Linked DNA regions of Mus musculus: region 1 is linked to region 2. A link is a contact called in public HiChIP or PLAC-seq data. All regions are on one chromosome and are shown on one strand. Each heading gives the region's core, a stretch centred on a gene start, on an enhancer-like site or on the middle of the called end of the contact. The rest is flanking DNA. Distances are from core to core; before and after follow the strand shown.

What was found. HiChIP or PLAC-seq counts read pairs in DNA pulled down with a chosen protein or histone mark.
Region 1: a contact with region 2 is called in a CTCF HiChIP or PLAC-seq map of pro-B cells, with 2.8 times the contacts expected there. The contact joins two enhancer-like sites. A contact is called at or near these places in 1 of 15 datasets of contacts at CTCF or cohesin (pro-B cells), 2 of 484 Hi-C or Micro-C datasets (LSK cells and macrophages), 1 of 115 datasets of contacts at active chromatin or transcription factors (embryonic stem cells) and 1 of 9 other capture datasets (embryonic stem cells).

The regions. Positions count from the first base shown.
Region 1 is chr14:77,531,084-77,535,811 of GRCm38.p6, forward strand. The region is part of intron 7 of Enox1 (ecto-NOX disulfide-thiol exchanger 1); the gene reads left to right. Among named protein-coding and RNA genes, the nearest start is that of Gm6994, 27 kb to the left of the region's middle. Within about 2 kb of position 2,713, at least 6 of the 459 cell types and tissues checked have an H3K27ac peak or open chromatin away from gene starts, as enhancers often do. A contact at or near this core is called in pro-B cells, where this site is marked.
Region 2 is chr14:77,406,568-77,410,995 of GRCm38.p6, forward strand. All of the region lies in intron 4 of Enox1 (ecto-NOX disulfide-thiol exchanger 1), which reads left to right. Among named protein-coding and RNA genes, the nearest start is that of Gm41217, 38 kb to the left of the region's middle. Within about 2 kb of position 3,139, at least 11 of the 459 cell types and tissues checked have an H3K27ac peak or open chromatin away from gene starts, as enhancers often do. A contact at or near this core is called in pro-B cells, where this site is marked.

The DNA.
Region 1 (4,728 bases), core at 1,463-3,962, 120 kb after region 2:
CCTATATGCTTTAACTAAGTATAAACCTCCTGTTCACAAAGCTAGACTTATTAGTGTCTGATCGAGATTAAGATTTGCTTACATCTCCCCCAGGAAAAGCCCTGTGATTAGCAAGTCATACAGATCCCCGGAGCCTCTCTAGACCTCCTATGGAAAGAGGATGCTCTGCTCTCTTAAAGCTTTGTTATTTGGTTTAAAGAGAATCCCAACCCCAAATCAAGAACGAATTCGTAAGACACGAATACTCCTGATGCTAAAACAACTTGCATCCAGTTAATTACCTTCAGGAAATAAAGCAACATAGCAACACAGTACCCACAAGCGCAGTGTGCCTGTAATTAAGATAATCTTTTTTGGTGGTGATGGTGTCTCTTGTTTGTGCATTTACTCTGATGGATCCAGAGAGCCCCTGCCGAGTTAATCACACCTGTAACAGCATGAGTGATGTGGGAGAATTACTCTAAGGAACTCTAATCTCTTGAGGCTTTGAAGGACCAAGTACCAGAGCAAGGATGCTTGCCAGCTTCAGGGCCTTGAACTTCGCAGTGGCATATGCGGGGTTTAAATTTCGAAAGCAGCTTAAATGTGAAAACACACAATCAGGAACATACGTAGTAACTTAAATGCTCGATATGCCATGGGCTCGGTTCAGACAGTTGTAAGGGGAGTGTACAATACTTGGTCTTTAAAAAAAAAAAAGATAACTGAGGACATTGCTAAGATCTCACATCACTGGCCTTGATTGCTCTTATGATTAGTTTTTCTGACAATCAAATCTGATTTCTTCCCTCTTCTTTTGCTGCTAGGGATATTTTTAGATCCCAGAGCCTCTTGCTGGCTAAGAATGCTGCTACTGGGTACATCCTAGCTTTGTATTTGACTTCTGAATGTGTATAAAGAGAAGTAGGGACTTCATGAAAATAAAAGTAGGAAGAACCAGAAATGTACGTCTTCTCCCACATTCCTTGGCAAGACCCTTTCATCTCATCACGTTGGTGCTCAGAAGGGAGCTGCTGCGTGCACACAGTTGCATGTGATGGGCTCCACTCTAAGTGGCTTGGTGCAGGATCATGCGATTAGGTGGGAACAGTAGGGGAGGAAGGCCATGGTTCTTCTCACGAGAATGGGCACCCAAACGCAAGCTTTGGAGGAACAGTAATGGAACTATGATAAGGATTTGTTGTTCTTACATCGGTAGGGTATCTATCCACCATGAGTACAGGTGAGAGCTCCAACCCAGTGCTCACCGAATCATGACACAGAGAGCTAGGGTGGACTTCTGATAGGAGTAGCTCACACTCAGTACTGCAGTCATTTTCAGGGACATTTGAGAGGAGGCATGCCGTTTCAACATTAATGAGCTGCCTCAAAGTGGGACTGTCTCCCATTATTCCTGTGCTCCTCGCAGACTCTGTTAATTTGTCAGAGGGCCTCTCTCCCACTGAGATGGGTTGCATCCTCATGTTTCAGCGTGATAATCCAAGCAGCCAATGCCAGGACTCATGTGAAGGGACCTTTGTGTTAACCCAGATCCAGTCAAGACCTTTCCTTCTTTGTGTTGTTTCATATTTTCATATATATGGATATATGTGAATATATATATATATATGGATATTTTTAGAACCCAGAGCCTCTTGCAGTCTAAGAACTCTGTCACTGAGTACATCCTAGCCTTGTATTTGATTTCTGAATGTGTATGTGTGTGTGTGTGTGTGTGTGTGTGTGTGTGTGTGTGTGTGTGTAGGGTGTGAGTTAATTCTCAGCTATACTCCCCTCATGATGACTAGGATGGTGATTAGTGTTTGACTCCTTCTTTGGATGAGTGACATATTGACATTCTTTTTCTTGATGGAGTTGGAAGCCTATTTGTCCTTGATGATCTTTACTGGCCATGGGAAACTCCACAGAGCAAAGACAATATGCCTTTAAATAATCTCCCACGAGGTCCATAGGTTTGTGAGATGTCTGTGGCAGTGGCTGTGCCTGGGTTTTCTCATCTCCTTAGTCACATGGTGGCCCTTTGAGAGCCAGGGTACCAAGTAGGACAGGTCCATGGTTACTGCTCTCTATGACTTGTATCACCCTTTCATGTCATGAGGACGGCGGGAGAGGATTTGGGTAAGTCCTACAGAGCAATGTCTCGACACTTTCTGTAAGTTTTGATGAGTATTAGAGAAATCCCCAGAATTCTTGCCTTCTTCCTGGTGCCAGATGAAGGGCATGCCAGGCATTTTATATCTTTCTCTGAATGGCCAGACATAAAGAGACAACTAAACATTAGCCTTGGTTGCTTAACACAAAGACTGGATGACCAAGAGGAAGCTAAATTCTTTTTAATGCATTCACTGTAAGCATTTCATAGATCTAATACACAGGAAAAGACCATACTATTTCGCAAAGCCTCTGAGATAGGGATCAAATTAATGAGCCATGCTCATTTCTTGCATCTGTAATCAATCTCCTTACGTCTGTCTTTTTTTTTTTTTTGTTATGATAGCATGCCCAGTTATGTCTATCTCACCCTATCTTTACTATATTTGTCCATCCATCCACATGGGGGAAAAAATGGAGAATTGGAAGTAGATGAGGCTATACACTCTCAGGACTTGCCCATAGTGACTTGCTTCCTTTGGTAGGCAGGCTCCACCGCCTATAAGTTGCATAACCTGGGGACCTAGTGCTCAAATACATGAACCACCGGGGGCAGCATTTCTCATTCACACCACCTCAGCCCCGTAGGAGGAAGTAGATCCCTGGAGGGTAGGCCTTTGTAAAGGCCTGTCCCTTTTCCCCTTCCCCGAGTGTTTTTCTCTACTTCCTGCTGACCAGGAAGTTAAGTCCTCACCTCAGACCCAAAGTAAAAGCAGCCAGTTCACCATGACTGGACACCACTCACACTGAGGCAGAGTGAACCTTCCTTCCGCCTACTGCTTTCTCTAAGTATTTGTCAAGGTGAAGAAAAAGAAAATCTAGCAAAATTTGTATTCAACATTTTCGCTGAGGAAAAGAATCTTTCACCTGCGGGGTGTTTTTGTTTGTTTGTTTTGTTTGTTTATTTATTTTTATTTGTATTGTTTATTCTGTCTCTTTTGGTCAGACCCATATAAACCATTTTCTCCTTTCCTTTGCAAAAAAAAAAGGAAAGAAATTGGAACGTGCCTTCCCCGAAGGCCCACGGGTATCTTTTATCGGGTTTTAGGCCTGAGTGCCCACAGCAGGTAGCTCTAAGAATTTATGTATCAGCTGCTTGGAAACAGTTGCTGGTGCTTGCAGCCAAGTACATGTCAAAGGGGTGAAGGAGTATTGTGTTTTAGCTGCAAATGAACTTCTTTCCTGCAGTAATTAAAAAACATACAGGGCGTCACATTATTTTCTCTTTCTATTTGTGTTTCGTCTTCTTTATGTGAATTATTTATGATGACCAGTGTGCGGTGGCAGGAATGCCTGCAGAGCTGTGTCCGATTCTGCCTTGGCCTCTTTGGCACCAACTTAACAGTGATCACGGTAAGGGATCTCTCACCTCAGCATCCTTGGACCATGCTTTTTCTATTTTTATTTTTTTTGTTTTATGGGGCTGCTGAGGATGCAGGAAAAAAAAAAGCACCAAGAAAAGACTTACTTAATATATATCTAAGTAGGACCATGAATGTTGTGAATGAAAAACAAGGTTTTCAAAGAACTCAATAGCTCTTAATGAAAAACAGCAGGGCTTTTAAGTGTGTACATAAAACAAAGACACAATGTTCAGGAAACATTAAAACAAATTCTGTTCTCCCTAGAAATAGTTGTTGTATGTGTATGTGGTATGCATATTTGAATGTGTGCTTGGATGAATATGTATAGGTACCCATGTATGTGTGCATGTGTGTGATAGGCCAGGAATTCGGGCCATGTTTCTTTCTCAGTTGCTCTCCAATTTGTTAATTGAGGCAGGGTCTCTCGCCGACTGTGGAGATCATGGATTCTGGCTGTTGTGACTAGTCCCCTTACCCGGTGTTCCTCCGTCTCTGCCTCCTGCTTGCTGGCATTACAGGCAGCATCCACAATTAGAAGCTCAGCTTTGTGTGTGGATGGTATATATCTGAGGCAGTCCTCATGATCACTGGGAGGCACTTGATCCACTGATCATCTTCTCAAGTTCTATCAAATAAGTCTTTTATCTAAGATTTATTTATTTCATTTATAGGAGTATACTGTCACTGTCTTCAGACAGCAGAAGAGGGCATTGGACCCCATTACAGATGACTGTTAGCCACCATGTGGTTGAGTTGAACTCAGGACCTCTGGAAGAGCAAGCAGCCAGTGCTTTTAACAGCTGAGCCACCTCTCCAGCCCTCAATAGGTCTTTTAAGTTAATATTATATTCCCTCCACTTCAGTGATTCCTATTTGAGTTAGGATTTCATGCATCCCAAGTGGCCTAGAACTCTGACTGTAGTCAGCAATGACCTTGAATCTATGATTCCCCTGCTTTTACCACCAAACCCAATTTAGAGAGATCAAATCCAAGGCTTTCATGGTGGTGAAGCATTGGTGGCTGGAGCAGGACAGGGCTAGTCAAATTGCATCTGCAGGCAGGAAGCATAGCTCCAGGGATGCTGCTGCTCGCTCACCTTGCTCTCTTATGTTCACTGAGCCTGTAGGATGATATTCCCTTATTTAAAGTGGGTCATCCCATCTCAACGAACCCAATCTAGAGAATCCTTTCTGTACATTTCCAGGGACTTGT
Region 2 (4,428 bases), core at 1,889-4,388:
CATCATCAAGTCTGTGTAGAGAGTCTTACTCATTAAGCACTGTATGGTGCAAATCAGCAGACAACACCTCCTTCTCTGTAAGTGCTAAACAGAACTCTCAGGCAGAGAATAAAAAGCCAATTCCAGAGTTAAAATACAAGCATCCTCATTAGTTAGCGAGCCACAGAATAGAGAAAGTATTTGTAAATCATGTATCAGATAAGGCTAATACTTTGACTTCTCAATAACAGCAGTCAAATAGACCACATCATTAAAAACTAGACAAAGCACCTGGATGGAGAGTTCCTAAGGAAGATGTGCAACTGACCAATTAAACTATCAAAGATGCTGCAGCGTCATTGGAGAAATGTGCCTCAAACCCACAGTGAGGCGCCACTTTACACTCTTAGCATGACCAGTCAAAACAAAATTAAGCAAATCTGGGAGTAAGTGTAGAACCAGAATCCTGGTGTACCATGGTGGCAATGTAAGACCACATAGCTGATATGGAAGAGAACATAGGGGTTCCTTGAAAAAGTCAAACAGAACCACCATGGGTGGCCCAGAAATTCCACTTGTAGACTGTTGCCTTTAACATCTGTCTAAGAATGATGAATGTGGTAACATTTATGTTCCATGCATTTTACCGGAATAAAAAAGAAATAAAGATACACATGTGTGTATACACACAGCATTGGCCTTAAATGTGAAGGTGTGGCTGTTGGCTTGAATGCTTTAACCGGACAACTTTTTGGATTTCCTTTATTTATAGCATTTATTGAACAGCTCCTAGTGGCGTGTGTTGCTATGGACACTGGGGATGTTAGATTGAAAGATGCTGCTGTAATGCTGCTAGGGAACTGATGGGGGCAAAACCACAAAGAGAAACAAACAGCCAGTAGGTGTGCAATTGAACTTCAGGTTACGATGCAATGAATAAAAGAAATGAGCAGGCTAAAGACAGGGATGGAAGCGCTGTTGAAGAAGGTGGCCCTCTGTGGGTGAGTCACATCTAAGAAGGAACATTAATGCAAGGGGTGAGTCCTCTCAGATATCTTGGGGAACATATTTCAGGGGTAGAGATACCTGTTTAGCGATTTGAAGGCTAGAACACATGTAAGACATTACAAGTAGTGTCGTCTTCTTCCTTCCTTTGTATGCTGGCGGTGAGCTGGGCTGTGTGATGTATGAATCACTGGTCTGGAGGGATCTGGTGTGTGGCTGCCTACACCTTAGTGTTGACTCTAAAGTGTTAGAATTGCATTCTCCAAGGCCAGAGCAACACCTCCGCCATCAGCTGGCTCTTTTATTTTCTAGTATAGGGGCCTCCAAGGCTATGTGGAGGGTGGAGGGGAGAGGAGACAGGACAGGTCTCCCCAATACTGTGTCCAGTGCACCTCTGCATCTGTCAGAAGACACTACTCCTTCCTTTGAAGCTTTTCTTCCTTAAAGTGGTTGCTAGAACAGAGTTTGGCTACTGAATGAGACTGGAAAGACACTCACACACCCTTGTTTATCACATGAGAAAACAGTTAAGTGACTAGAACACTAATTTCCTTAGATGTTCACATTCGTCCACCCGCACCACCACCCCACCCCCGCCTCCGCAGTCCTTGGATCTCCTCTTCCTCCTCTGTGGTCCACTTTTATACTTATTGAACATAGATCACTTAGAAACAGATTAGTTCCAGGGAACCCCTTTGGGGTGTGGCTGGGGCTCATGACCACCGTAGATGGTTCTGACACCAGTAGTCCTGTGGTCACACTTTGAGAAAAACCAAACTCAAGGTTTTTGTGCTGGGATAAGCCTTTTAGTGGATGGGGTGGAAGAATATCAGCAATTTTTGCTGGACTTTATGGATTTAAAATAAAAGACTTAGAGATTGTCATGACTGATCCACTGAGCCATGGTTACTACATCATGGCTAAGACACAAATTCTATGTTCTTGCCCCCAAAACACTGTTCCCCAAAGGCCTACCAAACCATGACTCTGCATATTGAGGTGTAACAGAAAAGTAGTGCTTTATAAATAATCTCCATTTACTCTGAGCTTCTGCCCTTCTAAACTTGAGCGTTACATTTTCACCAGGCTCTGGTGGTGGTATGTAGTCGTGTATATATTCTTTAAAGTCCAGTCTCGGTGCAGTAGATACCGTGGTGCAGACAGTGAGAGCCTGTTCTCTGTACTTTCCCAGCCTCTCCCTGGTTGCTAAAGGAGCTCTAGAGTGGTGTGGTGGAAAGTGTACACACACAGAGATGCGAGACCAAGGCGCCAACGGTAGCTCCTTCATTAATTTGCTTTGTAACTTTGGCGAATCCCTTCATTTCTCAGAGTATGCATCATCATCTATGATTTTGTGTGCTTAAGGATAAATTTTTATATTTTGAAATACGAAGATCATTAAAATGGATTAGAGGTGATTTTCCCTCATTAGGAGTAATTCATCAGCTCTGCCATATTTGTATGAAATGACTAATACAATTTTTTTTATTAAACCCAGTACACAAAAAGCTCATTAAGCCACTCCTGGCTTACCCAAAGTAGTATTTTATTTAAGGCAATTGCTATTCCCTAGTAATCTAGATTTCTGTGGTTTAGTAGTAAAATTATTGAATTATCTGAATATATTTAATATGGACTCGTTTTTTTTCCCATCATGAGGCATAGTTCTGCCTCATGTTTCAGGGAATAGATATGACTGAGAAGTGCTCGCCTCTGAGTATCAGATGCTGGCCTCTGGAGAGGAAAGGCCACCTGCCTGTCAGAGTGCTGCTCCTGTGATCTGGTCCATAAATGCGTGATCATGGACTTGGGACTCCATTAGATTCATGATGCTGTACACATCCAAGGATATCTTTTTGAATACTCAAATGCCCTGTCAGCTTTAAACCTCAGAGCAGCTTCCTTCCCCTGCCTTGTGGTTTTTACGTCTCCCCTCATGTATTAAGGCCTCCTCTCTGCTGAGGCCCGAGCCAGGTGTGGAAGACAGCATTTGTATTCCAGGGACCTCTGGACTTGGCCTTAAAGCAAGGCATTATGCTGTGAAAACTTGAGTGTAGGAACGTGGTTATCTCCCATTCAGTCTTTACACTCAGACTTGCTTTTGCATTCAGACTGAACGAGGAGATGTGGCTCTGTAGAGCTCAGGAAACAGCAAGTTCAACAAAGCAGAAGGAGTCCCTCTGCGTGTAGGCTGTACCAGCTGTCCTCCAGGAGATGAGGACAGTCACTTGTCACATGGAAAAGAGAATGCAAGCCCCTCCTGCCCCTGCCGATGGGACCAGGAAGACCCAGCCCTGATGAGTGCTTGCTCTCCAATCTGGGATGGAGCTCCAGCACCACTGACAGTCCTGCTTGCTTCTCTCTGGCTCGCATTGTCCCCTGCACAAGAGCACAAGGGATGAGCGAGAACCTGGACTTGAAGTGCCCCGCAAGCACTTTGTATAGTGGTCATTTCTCTGCTCTAAAATTATTCTATTGATTTGTGTCTGTCACCATTGTACCTAAAAAGAAAACTTAATTGGTCTCTTACGGGGAAGGGCCTATTTCTAGAAACAAGGAGTATCTCATGCTAGGCAAGAGCCAAGTTCCTTTTGCATTTTGACACAGTAGGATTGTGGATCCAAGGATGCTCTTCTGGCCCCTTTTGGAAACCGTGGCTGTGACCTCTAGTATCCATCTCTATGAAAATGAAATTTGTGTTCCCAATAAAGTGTCTAAACATCACTACTATACGTATTTCTGTGAGCTCCCCTCCTACTTGCCCTTCCTCCCTTCAGCTAAGTTTGAGGAACACTGAAGCATCACCACCCAGGTCTTTACATGGGCGGGGTGGTAGGCACGAAGCAGCACGGGAAGGATCCTAGTTCCTGAGCGGCTGGGTCCTCTTCCTCTGGACTATTATTGGACTAAGGCTATTATTGGCCAAGCATACTTCACATTTGACCATACGTAGGAGTGGGGTTTGGAGTGATGCTTTGAGAACGGAAATCCACTCATATCTGAATCAGCCCGATGGTGTCCGCACAGTGGGTGGGTGAGAGGATGAGAGGATGAGTGGGTAAATCTTCTGACGGAGGTCCTTGTCACTCCATCTGCCAGCCCAGGGTGACTCCAGATACTCACATCTAGAGAGCTGTCTTGCCCTACAGCAAAGTATTTGATGTGAGAACTTAGCATCTGGAAGATAGAAAGGTCTGTTAATAGCTGCCATTCTTACTCATTGATACCTTGGCTTCTTTAGACCCAGGGACAAGGACCCTGACTTGTCTAAAGGGCAGAGGTGCTCCCTCTGCAGTTCTTGCTGCTTGGTGGTACAGTGGAGGAGGCCATGGGATGCAGCAGCCCCTGTAGATGCTGCAATCCCTCCGGAGTCTCTCCTGTGCCTTTGTTCACCACAGCCACATGTTTGACTCTTAGTGTACTCCTAACAAGGGTGCAAGTGCC